2 separate regions of the Anser cygnoides genome follow, and region 1 is linked to region 2. Evidence: chromatin contacts called from public Hi-C data. All regions are on one chromosome and are shown on one strand. Each heading gives the region's core, a stretch centred on a gene start, on an enhancer-like site or on the middle of the called end of the contact. The rest is flanking DNA. Distances are from core to core; before and after follow the strand shown.

Region 1 (7,454 bases), core at 2,207-4,706, 44 kb after region 2:
CGCTTTGCCCGCTCCGATCCTGCCTCCTCCCCGTGCCCATCGTGGGGGGCATGGGGCAGAGGTGGCATCTTCTGGTCCCAGCCTCGCCACCAAGCCAGGACATCCCCAGCTTTATCACCTGGCCAGGAATCGTTCACAGGGGGAGGAAAATCCCCATGGTCTGTGAGAGGCAGCGAAGGGAGCGGGCAGCCCCCAGCCCCTGCCCTGTCCTGCCCGGCTGCATCGCCCCAGAGGCATACCAGAGTTTTTTTCCCTGGAAAGCAATAAAAGAAGGTGAAAACCCAGCAGGGGAGCTCCCAGCAGCCCGTCTTTGATTGCCAACCTTTAATTTCATTAGGGATTGTTTTATTTCTAAGTGCTTCCCCACTGCAGGCTGGCCGAGGAGCAAGGGAGGGAGGAAACAACACTCGAAGGGGGCACAAGTAGGATTTCCCCAGGCCCATGGGCTGGGGGGGGATGCGGCAGGGACAGGACCCAGGGGGGTCCCAGCACCTCTGGGGGCAGCAGCAGGGGGTCCCCAGCTGCCCGGGGCTGGAGGTGCCCAGGAACATCCCTGAATTCCCAAAGGGGGCAGAGCTGGGGCAGCCCCCGAGCACGGCACGGGCAGGTGACGGTGCCAGCCCATTGTGCAGCGGGGGACGGGGGGGCGAGGACGCCGTGACCAGCTCTGAGGACAGCACAGGGGGGTGGCACCACCACCACCAGCACCACAAGGCCAGCGGGAACGGCTCGGGGAGGGCTTCGCCCCCACGCCAACATCCCAACACGGGGACGGAAAGCGTGGGCTGGGCGGTGGGGACAGCGGTGCCACCGCGCTGGGCACCCAGGGGACACGCGTGGGGTGGATGCGGGTGCCACGAGGGTGCTGAGCACTGCCAGAGGCTGAGCATCCCCTGCTGCTGCGGGGAACGGCTCCCACCCCGCTCCCAGCAGCGCCTGCAGCGGCCATGGCCTGGCCTCTGCCGTCCGTGCCGGGAACGGCAGCGCTGCAGGCAGCGGGCCCCGGCACCGGCTGCGGGCAGCTCCTGGCCACGGCCACGCTGGTGGCACCGGTGGCTGCTGGTGGCACCGGGGACAGGAGGGCTTTAACACGGGGATGTGCCCGCGGGGGGTCCCACGAGCAGCTGGGGGCTGGTGGGGAGCCAGCGGGGTGTGGGGGGGAAAGTCCTGGGTTGAGGTGGTTTAGGAAGGGGTCGGTGTGTAGGGGAAATGAAAGCTCGGGGTGCAGCCCCAGGGCAGGAGCGTGGGGTTTGGGGGCAGATACAACAGGGTTATGAAAATGGGATATTTCACCCGTCTTTGTGACTCTGAAATGTGACTCTGTGACTCTGGTGCCAGACCTCGGAGCCCCTCCACAGCTGGGGTCACCTCCCTGACACCGTCCCCACCGTCCCCATCCAGCCCGAGCGCACCCAGACCGGGGTCAGCCAGCACGGGGAGCGCAGCACCGCGACCCCTCCCCGCGGCCCCCTCGGGGCCAAGCCAGCCCCGGCATTTGCAGCCGGCCGCGTGGTGTGCCGGCACGCTGACTCAACACCCTCGGGTGACGCTGCACCCTTGGGGTTTTTTCGGTCATTTGCTTCGCTTCCTTATTGCCCAACGCTCTGCTGGCCTGGGGGGGGGGGCGCTGCGGGGTGTCCTCCTCCTGGGACCCTGGTGGCCAGCACGGGGCTCCCCCGGGGCAGGGTGCAGACCCCCGGCTCCACGCCTGGAGCTGGCAGAGCAGGGGATTCCCCCTTCCCCGCCTGCTTCCCAGCACAGCTTCGAAGGAGCCGGGAGGACCCGAAAGCTTTTTCCACCCACGTTCCCACGAGGAACCCAGAGCGAGTGCGCTGCCTGCTCACGCCGATGCCATGCGCCCAGGCTGGAGCTGATCTGCGAGCCCCAGGGACGCTTTCGGCACAACCCTGGTGGCGCAGCCGGGCGGTGCGAGGTGTCCCTCCGTGGGGAGGTAAATGGAAAGGAAAAACGCAGATTTTTAACTGCAAGGCGCAAAAATCGTGCTCGGTCCTGGCTGGTGCTGGCCCCACCGAGCGCTGCCTGCCCTTGGCCAGCAGCAAGGTGGGAAGTGAGTTTTGATTTTGTGGCAAAACCCAAAACGTTTCCCCATAGCCAGACCAACCCACGAAGGTCTCAGCCCCCACGCCCAGCACCCAGTCTCACCATCAGGCGTGGGATGACTCTAAACGCGAGACCGGTTTCTGAGAAAAGCGACTCGCTGCCCAGGCCGGGATGAGCAGAGGCACTTCCCCGGCAAATTCAGCCCTTCCCACGCCGGTCACTCCTCCGGGAGCACCTCCGAGAGCCCGGCTCTGCAGCCCCATAAATCCGTCACGCATTTACGGGGGCGTGCCCGGACCCGTGGTGCCGTCCCGCTGTGCCTGCCCGCACCGTGCCCGCCGTGCCCCCATGGGGTCCCCGCGGTGGGGATGGGGTCTGGTGGGGATGGGGCTCGGCACGCCGTGCCCAGCCCCCTTGGGGGTCCCCTTTGGGCCCTGCGCTGGCGTTACCCCAAACCCGGCCCCGCAGCACGTGGCCCCAGCGCGCCCTGCGCAGCCCCTCGCCCTGCAGGGGCTGGAAACCCAAATCTGCCCTCGGTGCTGTCCTCCTGGGGGCTCACCTGGTGGCTGGGGGGGGGGCAACAGCACCCAGAGGGGCTCTGTGGGCGGCTGGTGGGGTAGTGAGCACCCAGGGGTGGCACTGGGAGCACCCAGGGGTGGCACTGGGAACACCCCCTTGTGGTGCTGGCAGCACCCACATGTGGCACCAGAAGTACCCACAGGTGACACTGGGAGCACCCACGGGTGACACCCATAACATCCACCCGTGACACCTGCAGCACCCACGGGTGACACCGGGCAGCACCCACACATGACACTGGGAGCACCCACGGGTGACACTGGGAGCACCCACGGGTGACATTGGGGACACCCATGGGTGACACTGGTCAGCACCCACGGGTGACACTGGGAGCACCCACGGGTGACATTGGGGACACCCATGGGTGACACTGGTCAGCACCCACGGGTGACACTGGGAGCACCCACGGGTGACATTGGGGGCACCCATGGGTGACACCGGCCAGCACCCACGGGTGACACCAGGAACACCCACAGGTGACACTGGTGGCACCCACGGGTGACACGGGGCAGCACCCATGGGTGCCACCAGCAGCACCCACGGGTGCCACCAGCAGCGGGCGCTCTGCGGGGCGGACCCCGGCCGGGGAACCCCGCCCCCGAGACCACACCCCCCGAGACCACGCCCACCGAGACCACGCCCACCCGAGACCACGCCCCCTTTGGCCCCGCCCCCTTTAGCCCCGCCCCCTTTAGCCCCGCCCCCCTTTAGCCCCGCCCCCTTTAGCCCCGCCCCCTTTAGCCCCGCCCCCTTTAGCCCCGCCCCCTTTAGCCCCGCCCCCTTTAGCCCCGCCCCCTTTAGCCCCGCCCCCTTTAGCCCCGCCCCCTTTAGCCCCGCCCCCTTTAGCCCCGCCCCTCCAGGTGGGGGCGGCGCCGGCCGGGAGCGGCGGCGGCGGGCGCGGGGCGGCGGCGGCGCGGAGGTGAGCGGGGACCGGGGGGGGGGGGGGCACGGGGGGGGTCGCGGTGCCCCCGCGGTGCTTCGCTTCCCTTCCCCACCCCCCCCCGGCAGCCCCCCCCCCCCCCCCCGCTTGGTTCCCGGCCGGCTTCCGCCTCCGCCCCGCTCCGGCGTGCGGGGGGGCACCGGGGGGGGGGGGACCGGGGGTGAGCACCGGGAGGGGACGGGGGGGGAAAAGCGGGGGGCTCGGGACCCCCCCTGCGGCTTCTTCCCGGCTGGGCCTCGGCCCCCGGCCCGGCTCGGGGGGTGGGGGTCACCCCACGGCCCCCCCCCCCCCCCCCCGTGGGTGCCAGCCCCCGGTTGTGCCCCGGTTGGGGCAGGGAGCCCCCGTTCCCCTTTCCGCCCTAACGGGGCGCAGCGGCAGCTTTCGGGGTTGTTCCGGGGCTCGGACCCATGCCCCTGGCAGCACCGGGGCTGGGGGGTGCCGGAGAGGGCTGGCACCGGGCTGGGCGCTGTTTTGGGGCGATTTGGGGCGATTTGGAGCCCGTCCCGTCGGGAGTGCCGCCCGCTGGGCTGTGGGGTTCGGTTTCGGTGCTGCTTTTGGGGTTTTCTCGATGTGCCCGTGGGCTGCCCCGAGCCCTTGGTAAATAAACCGACCCCGCGGGGGCTGTGCGGGGTCACCGAGGGGCTGGGGCGCACCCCGCACGGGGGGACCCCGGGCACGGCTGTTTTGGGGTGACTCCATGCTGCTTTGGGGCAAAGCCTCGCACCCCATCCCCTTTCCCCCTATGACACCCTCCAGCCCCCCCTCCCCAGGCCCGGAGCCCAGCCCAGCGCGGTGCTGTGACCCCACGGGGGGGGTCCCCCGTGGGTTCCCTTTGGGAAGGGGAAGCCGCAGCCCCCGGCACCGGCACCCACACTTCTCGCCGGTCACTCCCGGGGATTTCCAGGCTGAGCTCATCGCAGCGGCACGGAGCCCAGCACCGGGGCCGGGAGCCCAGCACCCGGCTTCATCCCTGTCCTCATCATCCTCACCCCCCGGCTCCCACGGGGCGCGGGTGGCGGGGGTGCTGCGGGACCCCCCATTTGGGGGAGAGGTAAAAAGGGGGAGAAAACCACGTTGGGGGCGGACGGGGGGGGTGGTGGCACCCCGGGTTTTGTGCCCTGGCACCGCGCTGGCGTCGCTCTCGGGCGCACGTGGGAGCGCTCGGCGCGTCGGGCGCGTGGCGGGGGAACAATGGGGGCGGGCGCGCGGTGGTGGGGCCGCGTGGGGCCGAGATCCCACGGGGTTATAGGGCTGGCGGGGGCTCACCGCGGGGACAAAGCCCCTTGGGGTGAGCAGGAGGGTCGGGGGAGCTCGGGCTGGGTCCGGTTGTGGGGTTTGGCTGCGATGGATTGAAAGAGGGGGCTGGCCTCGGGGTAGGGGTTTTTGTGCCCGGGGGGGTCACTCCCGTTTAATTTGTGGTGTGCTCGGGGGAACCCCAAACGCATCCTGGCCTCGGGGTGTCTCCAGCAGAAAGCAGCCGCTTCCCGGGCAGGCTCGGAGCCGCGCTGACAGCCGAAGGAAACGGCGAGGAGCGGAGGGGGAGCGGGGGCCACGCGTCCGCCGGGGCCGGGGGGGCCGCGCGTGCCTTTGCCGGCCGGTCTGTTTGCTGCGCAAAACCCTCCAAACCTTTTAAATCGAAGCAGGGCCTGGCCTCCACCTGCATCCCAGGCGGGAGCAGGACGGACAGACGGCCCCGGGGCCCGCTGCCGGCCCCGCGGAGCTGCTGGTCGCTGATTTTGGGGACCGGGAGCGGGGGGAGCGCGGGCCCTGTGCGAAGGGAGCGAGTTACCCCAGGCTGCAGCCTGATTACTTCCCTTAAATCTGTACGAGCCCGTAAGTGATGGGCTCGGAAACTCTTTGGTTATGAAAAGCTTTTTATTTAATGACCTCTGGGCCCTGCTGGGCCAGGAACCAACAAGGGCCGGCAGCCGGGCTCTTTTGGGAGCGTTCGGGGCTCAGGGTCACGGCCGTTTCCCCAGCTCCGGGTGAGTGCTGAAAGCTGCACCTCTCCTTGCGAGTGTACATGAAAACCTTGGCGTTCTTACCCTTTTTCTCACATAATCACTTAAAAAAAAAAAAAACAAACCACACACAAACCACCCCAAGGCAGTTCATCGGCTGCTGCTCTCCTAACGATGTTTTTGGTTGGGGACTGGGGAGCGGGGCTGGCGCCGACCCCTCCCTCTGCCCGCTCCTGCCCCAGCTTTCTGCACGGATGCTGGGGTCTTGGTTTTTTTTGGGGGGGGGGGGACCCCAAAGCCCACCCGTGCTGCCTGCAAGCCGAGCAGCCCCCCCGGACCCTGTCTGCCCTCGCTTTGCTGTGGGTTTTGCCGCGGGCGAGAGCAGGAGGCTCGTTTTCACACAGTGCCTCGGTTTCCCCACTTGCGCGATGCCACAGACGACTCAAAAAGCCTCCCGGTCTGCAAAACCCGCTGCCGGCCGCCTTCTCGAGGTGAGCGTTAGCAGCCCCGCGCTGGGCTGGCTGCCGTGGCCGGACCCTGCAACGCTCCTGGCCGGGTCCGGGCCGTGCGCGGTGCGGCTGGGTGCTGCCGTGGGACCTGGGTGGCCCGAGCACCCACTGCGGCCTCCCTGCAGCACCAGGGACACCGGGGGACCCCGGGGACACCGGGTCACTTGCTGGGAGCTGTGTGCCTGGTGCACCAGCTCCTTGGCCGTGCGGCGTGGGAGTCCCCCGTGGCGAGAGGGGCGAGCGTGGGCACGCACCGATGCGCTCGACACCCGCCTCTCCTTGATCCCGTCCCAGGGCGGCGGGGCCCTGCGTCCAGCGGTCCGTCGTTTTATTGCCTTTCACTTAAAGTTAATAATTCCTCATCCGTCCAGCTGACCGGGGCAGCTCGCAGCAGGGAGGTGGGGCCGGTGCCCCCGCGGGCCGGTGCCCGCTGCCACGCAGCCTGCGTCAGCTCGGAGGTGCCTCCGCTCGCCGTGCGTCACGCGGCAGCTCGCGCCGGGGATTTGGTTCGGTGAGCCCCGTAATTCGCCGGCCTGCGGGAATGCTGGGGCCTGGGGGGGAGGGCTGGGAGTGACCGTCCCTCGTGTGGGAGCTGTGGCGGGCGGCTCGGGCAGGTCCCCGTGCCTCGTGGGTGCCTCCTGCGCATCCCTTGGGTGCGGGCACCCAGCACCTCCGCAAGCGGGGAGCCAGGAATGGGGCACCCCTGGGGGCGAAGCATCCCTGGGCAGGGAAGGATGGTGGGGAGAGTGCTGGGAAGAGGAGGAGGAGAAGGAGGAGGAGGAGGAGGGAAGCAGAGCAACTCTTGGCACCCAAGAGGCTGCAGAGTGTGCTCCTGGCACGTGTCCACGGCGATGGGGCAGGGGGATGCCGGCGAAGAGCACTCCGGGCTTGACGCTGGGCCAGGAGGAGGGCTTGGCATCCTCCAGCCGTGTTGGGCGTCCTCCTGGGACCGGGCTCGATGCTGGGCTGGAGGCAGAGCATCACGCGGGGAGCACCGGTGTGTGTGCGAGCCCTCCGCGCCGTGCTCGTGCCGCCTTGGATGGGGATGAGCACGGGGCGGGATGGACCGTTCCCGGCCGGGCTTTCCCGTGGGGCGCGCGTGCCTTGCGCCGACCTTCCTGGGCGGGTTTGGCCTCGTGGAGTTTGGGAGGGAAGGAAATGAGGCTGAGGAACCAGCTGATGTTCAGCTGCTGAGGCTTTGGGGGAGGGAAGGGTGTGGGGGGGCTGGCGGGACACGGCGCGAGCCTCGGGGTGGCTGCGCTGCGATAAGCAGCCTGCTCCAGGAGATAGGGAGCTGGTGGCCGAGGGGCTTTTCTTGGGCTTATTTTGCCGTGCTGGGGGCCCCACCGAGGGCCCGTGGCTCATCTTGTGCACAGGACGAGCTGAGTTCCTGCACGTGGCTCA
Region 2 (7,062 bases), core at 713-3,212:
GTTCTGGGGCCAGACGTATGTCTTGTTGAAACAGCAGCAGGAGGAATCCAGCTCCTTCATCGATGAAGATGTTTGTTTAAAGCGTATATCCTCAGAGCATACCCAGATGTGTACAGCTACACAAAGGCACTCGAAAATGGTAGGAAAAACTTCCACGCTGTAACGTGAGTGAAACCAGGAGCAAGGCTTCCACCGCTGAAGACCTTTAAGGCCAAGCTAGATAAGCAGTTGCCAGGAGTTGACCTTGCTTTGAGCAAAGAGCTGGATCCTCTCTATTTTCTGCGTCAGCCTAGAAGATTAAAGGCATGGTAAGCACAAAGGGAGTGAAATGGTATAAAAAAATATCTAGGCAATACTGATGAGGAAACTCTCAGGTCGTCTTTTATCACAAGCAGTGTTTGTTTGCCTGGATTACTCAGCCAAGCAGCCGTTGATTCAGTCAATGCAAACTGCACTGTCATATAAGCAATATTTCACCTATCATGCTTAGATAGAGGAAATATGCTAGGCACGCACGGAGCGAACAGGCATATTCTTGCACGTAATCAGCATAAGCTGCACCAAGGTCGAGCGGTGGTGTTGGAGAACACCACAAATCACCGACACTTCTTCCTTCTGGAGGCTGGAAATGGAGAGCTGCATATGTTGCATCTGGCTCATCACTTGCTTCCCATTGTTCACACCAAACGAAGGAGGTAATTGTTTAGAGGTACTTTTAGGAATAGCATCTCTGCTAGTTTCATTGCTTAATGGGAATGAATGTGCTTAAATGATGAAGGATCGCATTATTTCAGGTCCCTTTAGGTCATTTTCCTTGCCCTTGCGCAGGGGAAGCAGGCTGAATGCCTAAAGCTGACCGTGCCCAAGGTGGCAAACTGAGGTCTCTCTAGACTGCAGAGGGCGGTTGGTCCAAGAGCTGTGATTGTTCCTCCTGCTGTAAGAGCATCTCTTGAGGGCAATCCCCAGATCACATCTCCTGGAGTGAGCCCTGATCAGACCAAGGGCTGTCCAGCACAGTGTGCTGTTTCCAGGTGTCGGTTCTGTGCATCCACTAGTGGATTTTTCTCTTGAACGGAGATTTCAACAACTCTTTTCCATGAACACGTCCAATGTCCCTGTGGACCCGTAACGTCTGTTCCCTCCTGTGTGGGGGATTTGCCCATGCTGTAGGAGGGAGCCTCCTTTTTTTTCTCCTCTACCTGGCTCTTGTTACTTTTGTTTGAACAGCCCCAGCTTCTTGTATGGGAAGAGATCCTGAGCAGTCCTCCTTACCCACCCTGCCTGTGCCAGCAGAACTTACGGATCTACAAATCCTCCCCTCCTTTTTAGGCTCCTGAGCCTGCTCTCTTCAGGACAGATCAAAGAACGAGGGTAGCATTGTTTCAAACCACGGCTTTCCTACAGAATGTGCTCTATCCACTTACAGATGGCTTTTATGGTCTTTAAAGCCTCCCATGGATTAGCCCACGGTTGACTGTGTAAACATTTTCTCTATCCCACATCCTGCTTCCCCAGCATGTCTCATACTCGCGTCTCCGTGCTCTTGCACAGTCCAAACATCCTGCAGAAACCTCTAGCTCTTCTCAACAGCCTTCCTCGCTCCCTTCCCCCCCCAGATCCTGCCAGGTTGCGAGTAAAACTCCATCAGCCCAACGCAGCCCCCAAAATTCTTGGAGGCCTGCCCAAAAAAGAGATTCACGAGCCTTTCTTTCTGCGGTAACTACCACCACGTGTGCCGCGGCTTTGTCGTTGACCTCGCACTCTTGCTATTGCGTAAAGGTTGGTGTGCCTTCAGCCGTCTCTCCTCCTGCACATCTCCAGCGCTCTCCTTTCTCCCCCAGCTGTCATCTCGAGCAGCCTCGCTGCTGAAGGCGGTGGGCGGGCGAATGCACGCCGCGGGAGATGGCTGATCTTCCCTAGCTCCTGTGCTCGGGGATGGCAGAGCTCAGGCACCGCAAAATCCTCCTCCACCTTCTCCCCAAAGTGTTAGGGGCAGAAAGCATCGCTGTGCGTACCCTGTGTCTTGGGGAGCGCTGCCTGGGGGCTGTGCGTGTGTGGGGAGCTGGATGCGCACCCCTTTATGCAGCAAACGGGGGGCTGCACTTGCTGGCACTCCGACACGGACACGCAGAGGAGTGGCTGAGGCTGGCTGCTCTCAGGGTGTCCCCTTCCCCTGGTGGGACATGACCCAGGTTCGCAGGGGGGGGAAAGCAAACAAGGCAGGGCTGACTTCTCAAACTGCAGCACCTGATTTACCAGAAGCTGTGCGTGCAGTGCTGCTGACTTAGTGCAGCTGGCAAAAAAGTGGAAACAACACGCACGCACACATACCCCGCTCCCCAATCATTATTTAAACAGTATAAAGTTCTCTGTAAATGTTTAAAACAACATCGGGATTGGGAGGGGAAGGAGGAAAGACAAACAAGTTTGCTGTTTGAGCTTTGCAGAAACAACCCTTAATTTTTGGCAGGGCTTTATTCACCCAGAGGATCCAGCTGCCAACACACTTTGGGAGGCTCCAAATTCATTATTACTTCCCTAACCTCTTCCTCCAAGAGGCTGCAGTTTGGCACTGGCGCTGCCTTTGATGTCGGGGCTTGGCCAGCACCTTGTGCTGTAGGATCCCGGTTCACAGCCAGGGCATCTCCGCTTGGGGTCAGGGGCTGAGTGCTCCCTGCGAGGTTTTCCCTTTCCCAGACCTAAAATTCATGGTGGCCAGACTCCGGCAGGAGCTAGGGAGCTCAGTGGAGGTGCTGAGCGTCGGCTGGCTGACGGGGTGTCTCGCCCACATGGGAGTGGGGCAGGAGCTCCCCCGAGCACCTATGGGTATGGGGGGGCTCCCAGTTCCCACCCCGTTTCCTCTCCTTCCTCGTCTGCATCAGCAGCACCGCCGGCACCTGGAGCGTTAGCGCAGCAGAAACCCTAGATGATTGCTGTCTGAACGCACAGCTGGCAATGGAGTATGTTTGAATTCAGCTCCTTACTGCTGAGGGGCCAGAGCTGCATGCGGGCTTGGCTCCAGGCTGAGGGGGTCTTGGGGACCTGGAGCCCTGGGTATCGAGGGCTTGCCGGGGAGCAGGGGCTGCCCTCCAGCCTCTGGGTGGATCTGATGCTCCAGATCCCGAGCCCTGGAGCATCTGTCCTGCTCTTTGGGACACCACCCCCAAGGGGATCCCAGGGAAAGGGGCTTTTCCCAGGGAAAGAGTTTAGGGGCTGGGAAAAAGGCTGCATCCTGGGTGGGGGGACATAGAAGAATAAGCCCTGCTGGCGGGCACTCCTGCCTCCCCGGAGCCTGCTCCCGTCCCACCAGCACCAGGAAAAGCTATTGCTGGGGTCTCCTTCGCCTTTCCAACAACTCCAGCCAGCTCTGTGCAGAACCTACACCGAGATAAAAGAGACCGACACAGCGTGAAACCTTCCTCCTCGTCAGCAGATGGTGTTTGCGGCAGTGGACTTCTCGCGCGTCGTTGTAACAGAACGGCCTGGCCCAGCCAAGAGGCGGAAGGAGAAGCTGCAGTCTGCTCTCGTGGGGCCGGCTCGCTCTGCGGACCTGACCTGAGATCCTGGATGAATGACAAATGAACCCTCGCTTTGTCAAGGATCAGACTTTTATTTTATTTTTATTTTGCCCGTATTCAGCTTGCTGAAGAGCTGCCACGATGTGCCTGCAGCCGGCAGCTCCAGCCGCTGCGGCGCTCGTGGCAGCCCCCTGGGACCCGGTGGCTGAGGCTGCGACGCGGTGTGAACTGCGCGTTACCTTCGCGGCAAAACCTGAGTGCATCCAAACTGCAGTCAACCTGGTGTCACTGCCTCGGGCTTCCCGGCTCAGCGTTACGGCTGTCCTAGCAGTGAACCCTACAGGCTTCGTGCCTGAAAAGCCTCGCGGCAGGAGGAAAGGTGCGATGCCCCTGCTCGGGTGAGGCGCTGCGGTGGTGTGAGATTGTGGCCGGCAGCTCCCTCAGCGGGTCTGTTTTGACCACGCCGTGCTAAAACGATGCACGGGGAAGGTGGAGCTGATCGCCCATCAGCCCTGGTGCCGTCAGTCCGGGCTGAGGCCGCTGAGCGCTGACTGCGGTGGGTGCACACACGATTCAGACCTCGGTCCTGAGCAGGGCGAACGAGGAGCAGCGCGTTGCCTCCGTGCTGTAGGCAGGCTGCCTCCTGCAGCCTCGGTGGAGGAGGGGCTGCCTGCCCCCCTCCCTGTTCCCTGAAGCAGAGCCGGAGCTGTGCCTGGCGCGTCAGCTCCCCGCGCTGCTCTGCTCCTTCCCCCAGCACTCGGAGGCTCCGTCTGCACCAGCCTTTACCCTCCCTGAGAGCCTGCTGAGCCACAGCAATCCGGGAAGCGACCCGTGGGCACGACGGAGGCTGTTGCAGGCTCCGTCCCACGTACCTGGGGGGATATTATCCCCTTGGGGAAGGGGGTTATGTATATTTGTAAGCTCTGCTGTCCCAGGAACATGGATAGCTCCCCTGCAGTCCAGGACCCCGCTCAGCCCCCTGCATGCATCTCTCCTCGCTGGACCCAACAGGACCTGCTTTTCTCACAGCCCTCGCCGAGCCCTGACGAACCTCAAAAGCCCTTTCACAACAAGCCGTGTGTATGTTCGGCACGTCCCCTATTGCCACCATCTCTGCCTGGTGACAATAGGCACAGCAGGCCCGGGCAGGTAGCAGGATGCTGGATGTGGATGCTGGGGCTGGGGGGGGTCAGCCAAAGTGCACTCTTCCCTGCAGCGCTGCCTTCAGCAAGGGAAGAAGGGATCTTTCTTTAGCTCCTCTTCCACTCGAGGCTTTCGGAGCGGTGCCGTATGGCTGCTGTCACGGAGTTCATTACTCTCTGTCTGCGCCCCCTCCCTGCAGGGGATGGCTTTCGCTGCAGCTGAGCTCTGGCGGTTTTTCTCCCGGGGTTTCAAGAAGTTTCGTTCCACCCATGAGAAGTGCCAGGCGTCGGGGGAAGATTTGTTTCTTGGCAGCTGTTCCCGTTTTGCTCTAGAAAACAGATGCTGCGCTAGGAATGCACCGTGACTAAAATTCCTCGGGGCTGCTCAGGTCAAATAGCAGCAGCAGGGGAAGCAGGGGGGCAGGAGAACAGCGCTGCGCAGCAGAGAGCGCGCGGGAGGGCTGAGCCCTTGCCCTTCCCTCCGGCTTCCCCTGGCCAAAAAGCCGGGGACGAGCGATCGGAGGGAGCCAGGAGTTAGAGCTGGCTCATGTTTGGCTCTGCCTGTGCTCGCTGCGGGGAGCGAGGGAGCTGCAGAGCCCCGGCAGCGTCGGTTCTTGTGCCTGTGACAGTGCCCGACCTCTCGGGGCACAGCGCGTGCCCCCTCTGCCCCTTTTGCGGAGGGCTCGGGGAAGCTTTCCGGATGGGAGGCTTAAACACGGGCTGTGACGGGCGCTGACAGTTGGGGAAAAACACAGGCAGCCAAAGGTTTCGGGGCTGTCAGGGAACGTGACAGGCAGGTTCGCAGCCCCGGCAGGCCTTTGGCTGCTTGTTTGCTTCTGCCAGGGGAAGCGATCCTGCGCCGTGACAGCCGCGGGCTGCGCTCCTGCAGGGCAGGACACAGCGAGGGGCGTGAATCTGGCAGCCTGGCCGTGGGAGGAGATGGCTGCAGGACCGCAGGATGCTGAGGATGCTCTCAGGGCATCTCCTGCTGATGCCCAAGGGACCAGTGAGGCGTGCAGGGACCCCCAAGCCTTCATCCCTGCCGGGCTGAGGAGCGCACCGTGCCCGGCCAGCCCCAGCGCGCTGCCCCGATGCTCCAGCCCCTCGACGCCACTGCAGAGCCGGTCACCCCACAGAAACAGGCCTCGCCTTGTTCCCAGGCTAAAAGAAGGGGCTGTGTGATTTAAAAACCTGCAGCTGGTCTCTCTCCCATCTCCCCCCAGTGCCTGCAGTAGCTGTCAGCACAGTGACTTCCTTGATGCCGGGCGATGTTTTTCTGCGCACGCACCCAGCTAATCAATTAAGTTTCTCGGCAGCTTCCTCCAGCAATTCAGGCTCGGCCGGTGGAAGGGGATTTGTTATTCTGGGCACTGGCGGAGAGGCATGAACTGTACTAACAGCAAATTGGTTGCGCTTTCCAAGCACCGACACTCCTCGCTCGCAGCTCGGCGCTCTGCTCCTCCTCTGAGGCACGGCCCCGGTGGCTCAGCACCATGCTGTGGTGGGGTGGGTGCTGCGGGGTGCCAGCCCCCTCTGCCTTGGGGCAGGGTCGGCCTGGCTGTACGTGGGCTTAGCTGCGGGAAGACCTTCTCCCTTCTTGTTTTTCTCCTCCTGGTTGCTCCATGCCCTGCTCCTCCACGTGCAGGAGGGGGATGCTGCGTGGTGCGCTCACACCCGTCCCGGTGACCCTGGGGTCTGCGGAGTTGAGAAAGGGAAGGGGAAGGATCCAGGATGGGTGGAGGGACCAAGAAATACAGGGTACTCGGGGTGATTGTGGGAAGATTTATGGTGGATAAGAAGAACGTCATCTTCCGCCAGCTCGGCTACGCCCTGGCTCTCTGCTGGTGGGAATGGGGATGTTTTGTGGGCGGTTAGCAGCGCGTGAAGCGTGAGACTGCAGGACTGCCGGGGTCGGGGGGGCCTCAGGGGTTTGTCGGGAGCTCCGCCAGCCGGGTGAAGCTCCTTACTCCCCGCACTCGCTCCTGCCTGCGTCCTCCCGGGCCAAGCAAAACTTGGCCAGGCAGAGCAGGGCTGCAGTCGTGCCTTTGGCCGCGTGGCGTGGTCGCGGCTCGAGTCCAGCCTGGGTGGAATGAGGTCCTTTGGGCTCGTGGTGCCTGCTCGTGGGCTTCCCTCTGGGCCTCTGGCCCCACAGCACCATCCTGCTTCGAGATCTCAGCACAGGCGTCAAGGAGAAACCGGGGGGAGAGGATGACCTGCGCTTTTGGAGGGTTTTCTTAGGATTTCATCCACCTCCAGGCCAGTTCTCTCTAGAACGATAACCTGGTGCCAGAGGCGTTGCATCCCCGTGACAAATCCCATCGCTGCTCTGCTTGGGAAGAAATTGGTGAAGCAGGACAGAGAACCCAGGTTGCTTGCTACCAGTTGTCTTTACAAGCGGTTGC

What was found. Hi-C and Micro-C count contacts between places; a contact is called where the count stands out from the background.
Region 1: a contact with region 2 is called in a Hi-C map of liver, with 1.7 times the contacts expected there. The contact joins the promoter of RHBDF2 here to the enhancer-like site in region 2. A contact is called at or near these places in 5 of 7 Hi-C or Micro-C datasets (fetal liver, granulosa cells and liver).

The regions. Positions count from the first base shown.
Region 1 is chr19:5,048,754-5,056,207 of Taihu_goose_T2T_genome, forward strand. It overlaps RHBDF2 (rhomboid 5 homolog 2), which reads left to right and starts at 3,457. Exons shown (of 21, transcript XM_066980067.1): 1 at 3,457-3,559.
Region 2 is chr19:5,006,314-5,013,375 of Taihu_goose_T2T_genome, forward strand. No RefSeq gene overlaps it. Among named protein-coding and RNA genes, the nearest start is that of CYGB, 21 kb to the right of the region's middle. Within about 2 kb of position 1,963, at least 1 of the 3 cell types and tissues checked has open chromatin away from gene starts, as enhancers often do. A contact at or near this core is called in liver, where this site is marked.